2 separate regions of the Rattus norvegicus genome follow, and region 1 is linked to region 2. A link is a contact called in public Hi-C data. All regions are on one chromosome and are shown on one strand. Each heading gives the region's core, a stretch centred on a gene start, on an enhancer-like site or on the middle of the called end of the contact. The rest is flanking DNA. Distances are from core to core; before and after follow the strand shown.

What was found. Hi-C and Micro-C count contacts between places; a contact is called where the count stands out from the background.
Region 1: a Hi-C map of Schwann cells shows a contact between it and region 2, with 2.8 times the contacts expected there. The contact joins two enhancer-like sites. A contact is called at or near these places in 4 of 12 Hi-C or Micro-C datasets (the A7r5 cell line, Schwann cells, liver and 1 more).

The regions. Positions count from the first base shown.
Region 1 is chr2:194,621,622-194,626,187 of GRCr8, reverse strand. No RefSeq gene overlaps it. Among named protein-coding and RNA genes, the nearest start is that of Rplp0l1, 14 kb to the right of the region's middle. Within about 2 kb of position 1,822, at least 47 of the 93 cell types and tissues checked have an H3K27ac peak or open chromatin away from gene starts, as enhancers often do. A contact at or near this core is called in the A7r5 cell line and Schwann cells, where this site is marked.
Region 2 is chr2:194,476,837-194,481,703 of GRCr8, reverse strand. LOC134485759 (a long non-coding RNA gene) reads left to right here. Exons shown (of 4, transcript XR_010064008.1): 2 at 1-93. Among named protein-coding and RNA genes, the nearest start is that of Magi3, 74 kb to the right of the region's middle. Within about 2 kb of position 2,788, at least 7 of the 93 cell types and tissues checked have an H3K27ac peak or open chromatin away from gene starts, as enhancers often do. A contact at or near this core is called in the A7r5 cell line and Schwann cells, where this site is marked.

The DNA of each region.
Region 1 (4,566 bases), core at 573-3,072, 150 kb before region 2:
GTAGCAGGTGAAGACTTCCTGTCCGTTCTCTAGGCACTGGCACTTGTTTTCTTTGCGGAACAGGAGCATCTTAATTTCCTGTAGTTCCAGTTGTCAGTTGTTGGCCCGATTTGCTGTGCAGTGCAGCACTGTTCAGAGAGTTTCCTCCATGCCTGTGTCTTGGAAGTGTTTTCCCCCAGCACTTTCAAAGTTTCAGGCCTGGCTCTAAGATTCACTTTGAGTTGATTTTTCGCAGGGTTAGAGATAGGGGTCTTAATCTTTCCTTTCCTTGTGGAAACCATTTTCTCAGCACCAGTGTTTAGAGGGTCTCTTTCCGTCGTAGGGTGACCTCTCTTTGATCCCCTTGATTGACAGACCCATTTTTGAGCAAGTACCACACTGTTTTTGTTACCATGACGTTGTAATAGGATTTGAGATGGGCTATTTCTGATACTGCCAGCATTTTCCTCTTTCTGACAAGGATTGCTTGAGATATCAGGGTCTTTTGTCCTTGTAGCTAAACTGCTGACCTACCAAAAGAGTAAGAACAAAACTCTGAAAACGAAATCTCTTTCTCTCTTCTCTCTCTCGCTTGCTCGCTTGCTCATTTTGTTTGCTTGGTTACTTGCTTCCTTACCAAAAAACCAAAACAACAAAGAAAGCAAAACTAAACCTTTCTCAGTTCGGGAGCCCGTCCCCTTTTCTTTATATTGGATATTCCCTATTTTCTGGGTCCCTTTAGCTTAGAATTTCTTCAGAATAAAATAACTTGGAGCTCATTTTAAGCAATCATCTTCGTATGTCCATCCAGCTACTTGTTAACAATTAGTCCAGGGTGTGTGTTCATGCCCGGGCCGGGCAGCTGATTCAAAAAGCTCTGCCGAACCCCGGCTCTCCTGAGAAGGGGCCGCCGCACAGCAAAACTCTACACAAGTTAGTGGAACCTGACTAACTTGCAGTAGGGGACGAAGAGGTTGGAGTCTGAGATGCAAGGTGAACTGCAGTTTTCTCCTTACGTGTGCTCTTCGGATCCAGATATTAGAATGTAAAGGCAGTTACAAGATCACTGTAATTCTAAGTCGTGGAGAAATCCTGTCTTTTTAAGAGGCCTCATCATTCAACCCTTGAATATCCCATCAGCAATAGCAAAAGAGCAGGCGAAAAAACCGTTGAGGTTCTTTCAAAAGGTGCTTTTTTGTTCCAAGGCATCTCTTTTTTTCCTATGTGGAGGCTAATTTTAAGAGTCTGCTACACAACGGTTTGAACGAGAACTGGCCTCCAGGTGGCGCTTCAGCACAGAGAAAGGAGGCAGAGGGCGCTACCCAGGCCACCATTGCTCAGGGATGCCCTTACATAAGGGGATTCACGGGAAATCCGGCTTCTTTGGTTGCACAATGGAGGAGAGGCCTGGCCTTTGTCATGGCTCAGACTCTAACTCAAAATCTTTCCGGGGCGGTGCAGGGCTCGAAAGTTCTAGGCCTCTGCCAGGATGAAGTCCAGGGCAGCTTGGCCTGAGGGAGAGGCCAGAGCTCCAGGCTTTGTCCTCGGAGGCTGGACTCCATGCTCTGGGCTCCCAGCCCAGGATGAGATCGCATCTTGGCCCTCAGAGGTCTCAAGACAATACGTTCTGATCCAAGGCTGTAGAGCCCTCTTCTTTGCTTCTCCCTCTCCTTCATCCCCTCCTCCTCTCTCCACACCCCATTCTCACCTTATGCTTTTTACAAATCAATTTCCCAGTGTGATCTCATTTGCAGCTCCTACTCCCAGGGTGGAGGGGCAGGTTGGGGCCATCCCTGTACTCTAAGCCTTGAGAAGGTCCCTTCCGGTGCCTGTCACCACTAGCAAATACTGAGCAGCTTGGGCAAACATTGAATTCAACTTGGTGGTTTGAGAGCTTGGCACTGAGGAGTGCTCGAAACTATTTCCAGCATGAAGAAATATTTACAGATGAGAAGCTGGTTGGAGGAACAGTGGGTTCGCAGACTGTTATTCTAGAGGTCAGGGCCTCAGATACTAGAACCACCCACAAGGCTGCACGAGGCACTAGTTACAGCAGTTGCAGTTAACTTCTGCAGGCAGACGAACAGCGTGCAGAAACCTGTTTTGGTGCCTGGCAGACACCATAAACCATCTCCAGGTTAGGCCCTGAAGTACCTGTCTATAAGGGGACATGTGACAATATGGACAAAACCGAATGAGTGGTGGTTGAGGTCTCGTTTTAAGCACGGGGTAGAGAGGGTCAATGACTCTACTTATCAAAAGCCTTCTGTCACACTGAGAATGCCCTGGAGTGGGAGTGTCCTTGTAGCTATTACCTATCCTGGTCTCATTGGATCACAGGCCCGCTCTTTCTTTGGGTTTTGTTTGAATGTGCACGTTTCAGGCTTTTTGGGACTTAGGCAGACTAACTGGGTTCCAGCCCCAGCTCTGTCTTTCACTTGCTGGCTGGTGTTGCAGGGGTCATTTTGCCTCTTTATGCCTGCTTCTCATCTGTTTGAGTGGTGATATGATAATAAGTATATTAACTAAAATTTCAGGAGCTAACACACAGAAAAATGTATGTGTGCATGTGTGTGTTCATGTTTGCGTGCACTCACACATGCTTTACCACTGAGTCCCCTGCCCCATGCCTCAGCTGTCTTTCCGTAGTTATCTGGTACTTGAGAACTGGTTCGACTCACCCAGGGGTGGGGTGGGGGCCTCATCAAAATTGTGTAAGATTTCCTCAGATCAGCTGCCAGACTCCCGCCTTTCTCCCATTCAGTTACAACGTTCTCGTGGTCTAAGTGGGAAAGGAAGCCACTAGAAACAGACTGGTTTTGTGTTGTTTTTCTGACAGAGGCACTGACATCTTCATCTTCAGCCTCTCCAGGGGTCCAGCTGGAGTTCAAAGGCTCTCTTCTCAGTACTCAGGCTCACTTGTTCAGTGCAAACTCACTGCAGACAGGAAGGAAGGGACCTTTCAGATGATCCCACTAATTAGTGCAGAATAGTTTATCTGGACAAGATCCTGTGGGATGCAAAGCTATCCCCTAAGTCTTCTGACCAAGCATGGAAATCACCAAGGAAATGTGATCAGCTTGAAAGAAAGGGGGTGGGTAGAGAGAAGAAACCATGGCTGCTTGCTATCAGCCAGAAGCATCGTTTCCGATGGCTTAGGGTTCCGTTGCTCAGGCCAGGTGGAAAACCTTGCCACTGCTCTGGGTCTCCAGTTGCCTGCCCAGGAGTCATGTTCTGTGGGGGAGTTCATTGTCTGCTTCATAGCCTCCTAGGTACTGTTCTTTATGGCTCAAGACCAGCCGGCTCGCTGGGCCTTCGTGTAGAGTGTAGGCCTGAATAGGAGAAAAGCACGGCTGGGGAGAGCAGTCTTCAGAATGCGCACCTCCCCCCACCCCCACCCCGTCCTGGCTTTTATAGCTCAAGTTGGTGGGGAACTTACTGTATAGCTGAAGATGACCTTGAACTGATCTTCCCGCCTTCACCTCCCAGTACAGAGATCCCAGCTGTGTACTCACCACTCTTGTTTTATGTGGTGCTGAGGACTGAACCCAGGATGTTGTGCGTGCTAGGCAAGCACTCTTACCAACTAAGCCACATTTTCAGACCTTCGGGGGTAGGCTCTTCTTCTTCTTCTTCTTCTTCTTCTTCTTCTTCTTCTTCTTCTTCTTCTTCTTCTTCTTCTTCTTCTTCTTCTTCTTCTTCTTCCTCTTCTTCTTCTTCTTCTTCTTCTTCTTCTTCTTCTTCTTCTTCTTCTTCTTCTTCTTCTTCTTCTTCTTCTTCTTCTTCTTCTTCTTCTTCTTCTTCCCCTTCCCCTCCTCCTCCTCCTCTTCCTCCTCCTCCTCCTTCTCCTCCTCCTCCTCTTCTCCTCCTCCTCCTCCTTCTTCTTCTTTTTGCCTTTCTGAGACTGAATTTTCTCTGTGTAACAGAGCCCTGGCTGTCCAAGAACTTGCTCTGTAGATAAGGATGGCCTCGAACTCACAGAAACCCACTTTCCTCTGCCTCCTAAGTTCGCCTCCACAAGTAATTTTTAATGGTAACTTTCCTGACTGTAGCTGTCTTATTCCAATTCTCATGCCAAATACGACTTCAAAAAGAAGCATGGTGGTGGTTGTGCATGGCTTCCTTGAATCCCAACACTCACCCAGGAGGCAGAGGCATGTATACCTCTATGATTTCCAGGACAGCCTGGTCTACAGAGCAAGTTCCGGGCCAGCCAGGGCTACACAGAGAAACCTTGTCTTAATGAAAAAAAAGAAGAGAAAAAAATCTAGGGGCTGGGGATTTAGCTCAGTGGTAGAGCGCTTGCCTAGGAAGCGCAAGGCCCTGGGTTCGGTCCCCAGCTCCGAAAAAAAGAACCAAAAAAAAAAAAAATCTAAAGTAGCCCACCCACAACCTGGACTGTCCAGCCAGAAAGGAGCAGAGTAGACAGAATGTGACTGGATGCTATTCTAGTTTAGGGTTCCATGAGGGAGAGGAAATTAAAACTCCTGGTGCTTGCCTAGTAAACACATTAGCTATTAAGCAGCTGGGTCACTGATGGTAAGCAGGAAGGACTGTCTCAGGCACCTGCACACTCTGACTGATGGA
Region 2 (4,867 bases), core at 1,539-4,038:
TTCCTGTCTCAGCTTCCTGAGCGGTTTGGACTACAGTGTACATACCATCCATGTGGTGTGGGTTTGAGGAGGAGAAGTCCTCCATCAAAAAAGGTACCATTCCCTCAGGAGGCAAAAGCCAGACCTCAGTCTCCTTCTATACCAGACATTTAAAGGTTGGCTACTCACTTTCCCAAGCTCCCTTGGTGTTAGAAAGGCCAGGAGACCCAGTTTCTGGCCAATGAGAGGAGAGAAGGCTCTAAAGGCATGGGGGAAGCTTTTGAGAAAATATTGTTGAGCAGATAAATAGTCTCACGGAAACCTCATCCACTGCTGGCGGGATTGAAAAATGATGTCGCTTCTTTGTTTTGTTTATTTGTTTCTCCTTTTTCCGCTTTAGAATTACATGTATTTATTTAATTTTATTACGTTTTTACAATTTAACATACATAGCCTCTGCACACTGACAGCTTCCCTTCCACCCTGTCCACATTCTATCCTTGCCATGAATCTTTCTTGGACATTTTATGCCTATTTTATTTTGTGACCCATCAAAATTAACCTGGCATGTCTGTATGAGTGTGGGTTTGAAGCTCTCCGTAGGAGCTTGGTGGGGTCAGCAACTAAGAACAGTGATTCTCCCTCTGCTATAGTTTATTGACAGACAGTAGTTAGGAGGCGAAGGGTAGGCCCATGAGGACCTTCTGCTTTTCTAGATGGCTGTTGATGGGGCTGGCCTTGTGTTGGCTCAGAGCTGGTCACTACAGCTGATGCATACAGCACTTCAAACTATCGTACCTACTTCCTATCCCCTCACATACATTTGTTTGTTTGTTTGTTTGTTTGGTGTGTGTGTGTGTGTGTGTGTGTGTTTGTGTGTGTGTGTGTGTGTGTGTGTGTAGAGGTCAGAGAACACCTTGCAATCAGCTCTCTCTTTCCACCATTTGGAACCTGGGGATCAAACCCAAGCTGTTAGTGTTCCTGTCAAACACCTTTGCCTACTGAGCCGTCCTACCAGCCCATGGCATAGCTTCTTATACAAGTTTGTTAATTCATCAGAAAACCAAAACAGAGTCACCACACACCTGAGCAAGTCCTAGCTATACCCAAGTAACTGGAAAACGTGTTTCTATAAAAGCTCAGCCCCAAACACGGCAGCACTATTTTTAATAGCTAGTGAATGGAAATAGCCCCCAAATGCCCGTATACCAATGAGTTACAGCCATACAATGAAATATTATTCAGCTAGAAAAAGGACTGAATTACTAAGATTTCTGTTCACTGGATGAACGGTGAAGCCAGAGACGAAGGCCACATATTGTTTAATTCTACTTATCCATGATGCCCAGAACAGGTGACTCTAATGGGTAGATTTTATTTGAGAACAATGGAATTAGATAATGGTGATGGTTCACTGAAAACCAGCGGAATATGTGTTTTAAACAAATGGATTGTTGTGGTATGCAAATTAATTCTATTTAAAAAAGAGAGACTCAGTGGACATAGGTGTAAGGGCTCTTGCCTATTGTCCCTCACTATGATGACCTTCTCTTCCTTCCTGGAACACAGACAGGAGGTCAGGAAGCATAGCAGCCACGTTAGGATCAAGAGTACAAAAGCCGCTGGCCAAGAAGGGCCCAAAGCTGCTTCCTGTTTAAGATGTTGGGGGTCGTCTGAGTGGCTGCTGGACGCAATCCTAACTAATACACCTTCCAGCTCTGGAATCTTATGAAAAGCCAGTTACTGTGAGAAAGGAAAAGAATGGAGTTCTGAAATGCAGTATCTGAAAAGAGGATTCCTCATTTATATGGCTCTTTAGTGATGGCGCTGGAGCAAGAAGTGGCTTGTGTCTAAGTTTATTCTGCTGCATTATGGCACAGTGATGGAATATGAAATATATTCAGGCTATCTTTAAGAAAAATACAATAAGCATGAGTAAGTTTCACAATTACTAGTTTATTAAGCCATTCTCTGCAATCGAAAGTGAAAAGTCTAATTTTGGATTGTTTCCAAAAATGCTTTAAAGGAAAACTCATATTGGTAGATCTTCATTAGAGCTCTAGGTAAGGTAGAAGACATTTACACACCTCAGTTTGTTATGTAACAAATCGCCATGATCTGTGAGGGAAACCGTTATAAATGAAGAAAGCATGAGATATGCTGACATTTATAGTCTCCTCGGAGGCAGCCGCAGGTCTCACTGCCACACCAAACAAACTTCCTGAAATTGTAGCTATAAATGTTCCATCTAGTCTCATATGTTTTTACACACACACACACACACACACACACACACACACACACCAAATTTCCCCTGACACTAAATTTTAAAAATAAATATTCTTCAGTTACTGATTTTTTTTTTTGCACTGTCCTAATGCTCCAGTTCTGGGATTCTGAATTTTAATGTTGTTAGGTGAGTGTATAGTGGAAAGATTTACTTAAGTCAGCTCTAGAAAATGAAATATAGTTTGATTTTCACGCATGATCATTCTTGGATGGACTTCAGTCATGTGGAAGGAAGGGTGGTCTGATGTCTTCCACTCATTAGGCATTTTAAATTACCAAAGATTTTGTTCAAAGACTGAAAAATCAAATTAACCACATAATTGTCTGAGCAAATAAAGGACAATTATGTGATGGATTTCTTAAAAAATGGAGGTGCATTCAATAATAATATGAATTCAAGAATGCATACGGGCTAAGGCATTTATCCCTTCATAACAATTTTGGGAAGAGAAGGGGAGAGACTCACTGGGTTTCTGTCAGTTTCTGTTTCTATGGCAGTGAGGATGACTCACTATTAAAAGCTGGACTTGTTCCTTACAGGCCACGTCTTGAGCAATATGCTTCCAACTCTGCTCATTTGGTTTCAGACCCAACTGGGGTATCATTCTTAGTTGTGCAAAGAACGTGTGTGTGTGTGTGTGTGTGTGTGTGTGTGTGTGTGTGTGTGTCTGAGTGTGTGTCTGTGTGTGTGTCTGTATCTGTGTGTGTGTCTGTGTCTGTGTGTGTCTGTGTGTATGTATGTGTGTGTGTGTGTGTGTGTGTGTGTGTGCATGAAGTGTAGGGAATCAGAAAAGTTTAAAGGATCGTTCTTGTTGGACATAGTATTGTTTGATCTAACATATTCATCTTTCATCTTCCTGACTGGGAACAGGCCTGGCTTTCCTCTGTACCTTTTCTGTATAGCAGTCATTAGAGAGCACATGTTTGATAAACCTCGAAAACTATGTCCAGTAATTCTACAGGGAACAAAACTCTGATTTCAAAGACTTAAAATGTCTATTCTTTCTACTATTTTTCCCTATTGAGATACTGTGAGTGTTCATTAGATTACATTCTGACATTTGGCAGCCAGCTCTATGTAGCTATATGACAGGGAGCCCAGAAGGTCAGCTGAGGATATTAGCAAGGCAGAGGCTGGGTGTTTTCACTAAGCTCGGGTTGGCCTTATCAAGCTGATACTGGAAGAGAGAAACAATGTCACAGAAGGAACAGTGGACCCAAGGTAGTTCAGCATTTGTGGCAACATCTGAGAGCATGCGTCCTAAGTATAGGGAGGAGACATATGGGATTTCTCTAAAGCTTGAAATATTATACTTTTTAAGGAGGGAATAAAAGAAAATAAATATGTTTAGCTCTACCGGTGTCTTTGCTGATGAAAATAATCACAATAATTAGTCACTGAATCAAAAAACCACATTGTGGAGAGCCGCTCAGCCGGAACAGTTACTTTCCCCACCCCCACCCCCTGCCCTTTTAAATCCCACAGTCACATTCCACAGTCGTCCCCCACACAGAAACCTCTGCTACTTCAAGAGATCAGTTGTGACGCATGTTTCTATGCTGAGTTTATAAATATACGCAGATGTGATCACAGGAGAGTCTTGAGGTTCACAACCAAATGCTATGGCTACCTAAAATAGCCGTGTTTCTATTACATGCGCCTTAATGATGTGCCGTGTTTTGATGCCTTTATTCCTGTGTGTTTGTTTGTAACTAACTTCTCAGAGCTGCGATGATGCTGTGAAGAAGGCTCCTCCAGGCACTGGGTATGGGTGCCTCTTTCTCAAACCTAGAAAGCCAGGGACTTCCAGGCTGCAGTAGGCATCAGATCTGATGCCCCAGGGCAGAGTGCTGCTTCCCTGGTCCCCCTGGCAGCCTCCAGGTCTTACAGAGCCTAGATCCTGAGTCAAACCTGAGAGATCCTAATAAGAAGCAAAGACCAATTTCTCCACACTCCTTAGACTGAAAGGTCGATAAAGTAAAATTAACGACGTCAAGGATGATAATGGCTACTTTAATGGCAAGTCGAACTTTAATATTTTAAAGAAATTACCCTTACATTGAGATTATTAAGATGTAGGGCTACATTAAGGAATAGAACTGTTATGAGCATGTGAAAGGAATCAACTCCTCAGAAGGGGGAAAAAATCACCCTTGGCAAATACCATCTGCTTCCATATTTTTTTCTTATTGGTTATTGGGCATTATCATGAGTGTCAGCTTTTATGAGAAGATGATGATCTAGATATATAGGCTACAATGACTTTGAACTTCTGACCTCCCTATGTGGAATTATAGTGCTGGGATTACAAGTGTGCACCTCCATGGCCAGTTTGCAGTGCTGGGGATTGAACCCATGGCCTCATGCATGCTAGGCAAGCATTCTATTGTCTGAGCTCCATCCCCAGTCCTGGAATATATTGTGGCTGTTGCGTTCATCATAAAGAACATTATTTCCCTTTTCCTTCCTTGTTAAAACTTTAAGAATTTGTCAGCTCTTCTTCCACTCAGCCATTAGGAAACATCTAGAACCGGTGGTGATCTGACTTGGAAAGTGATTTCCTAATGTGCTAACTTCAAAGGACCTTTGAAATCTCAG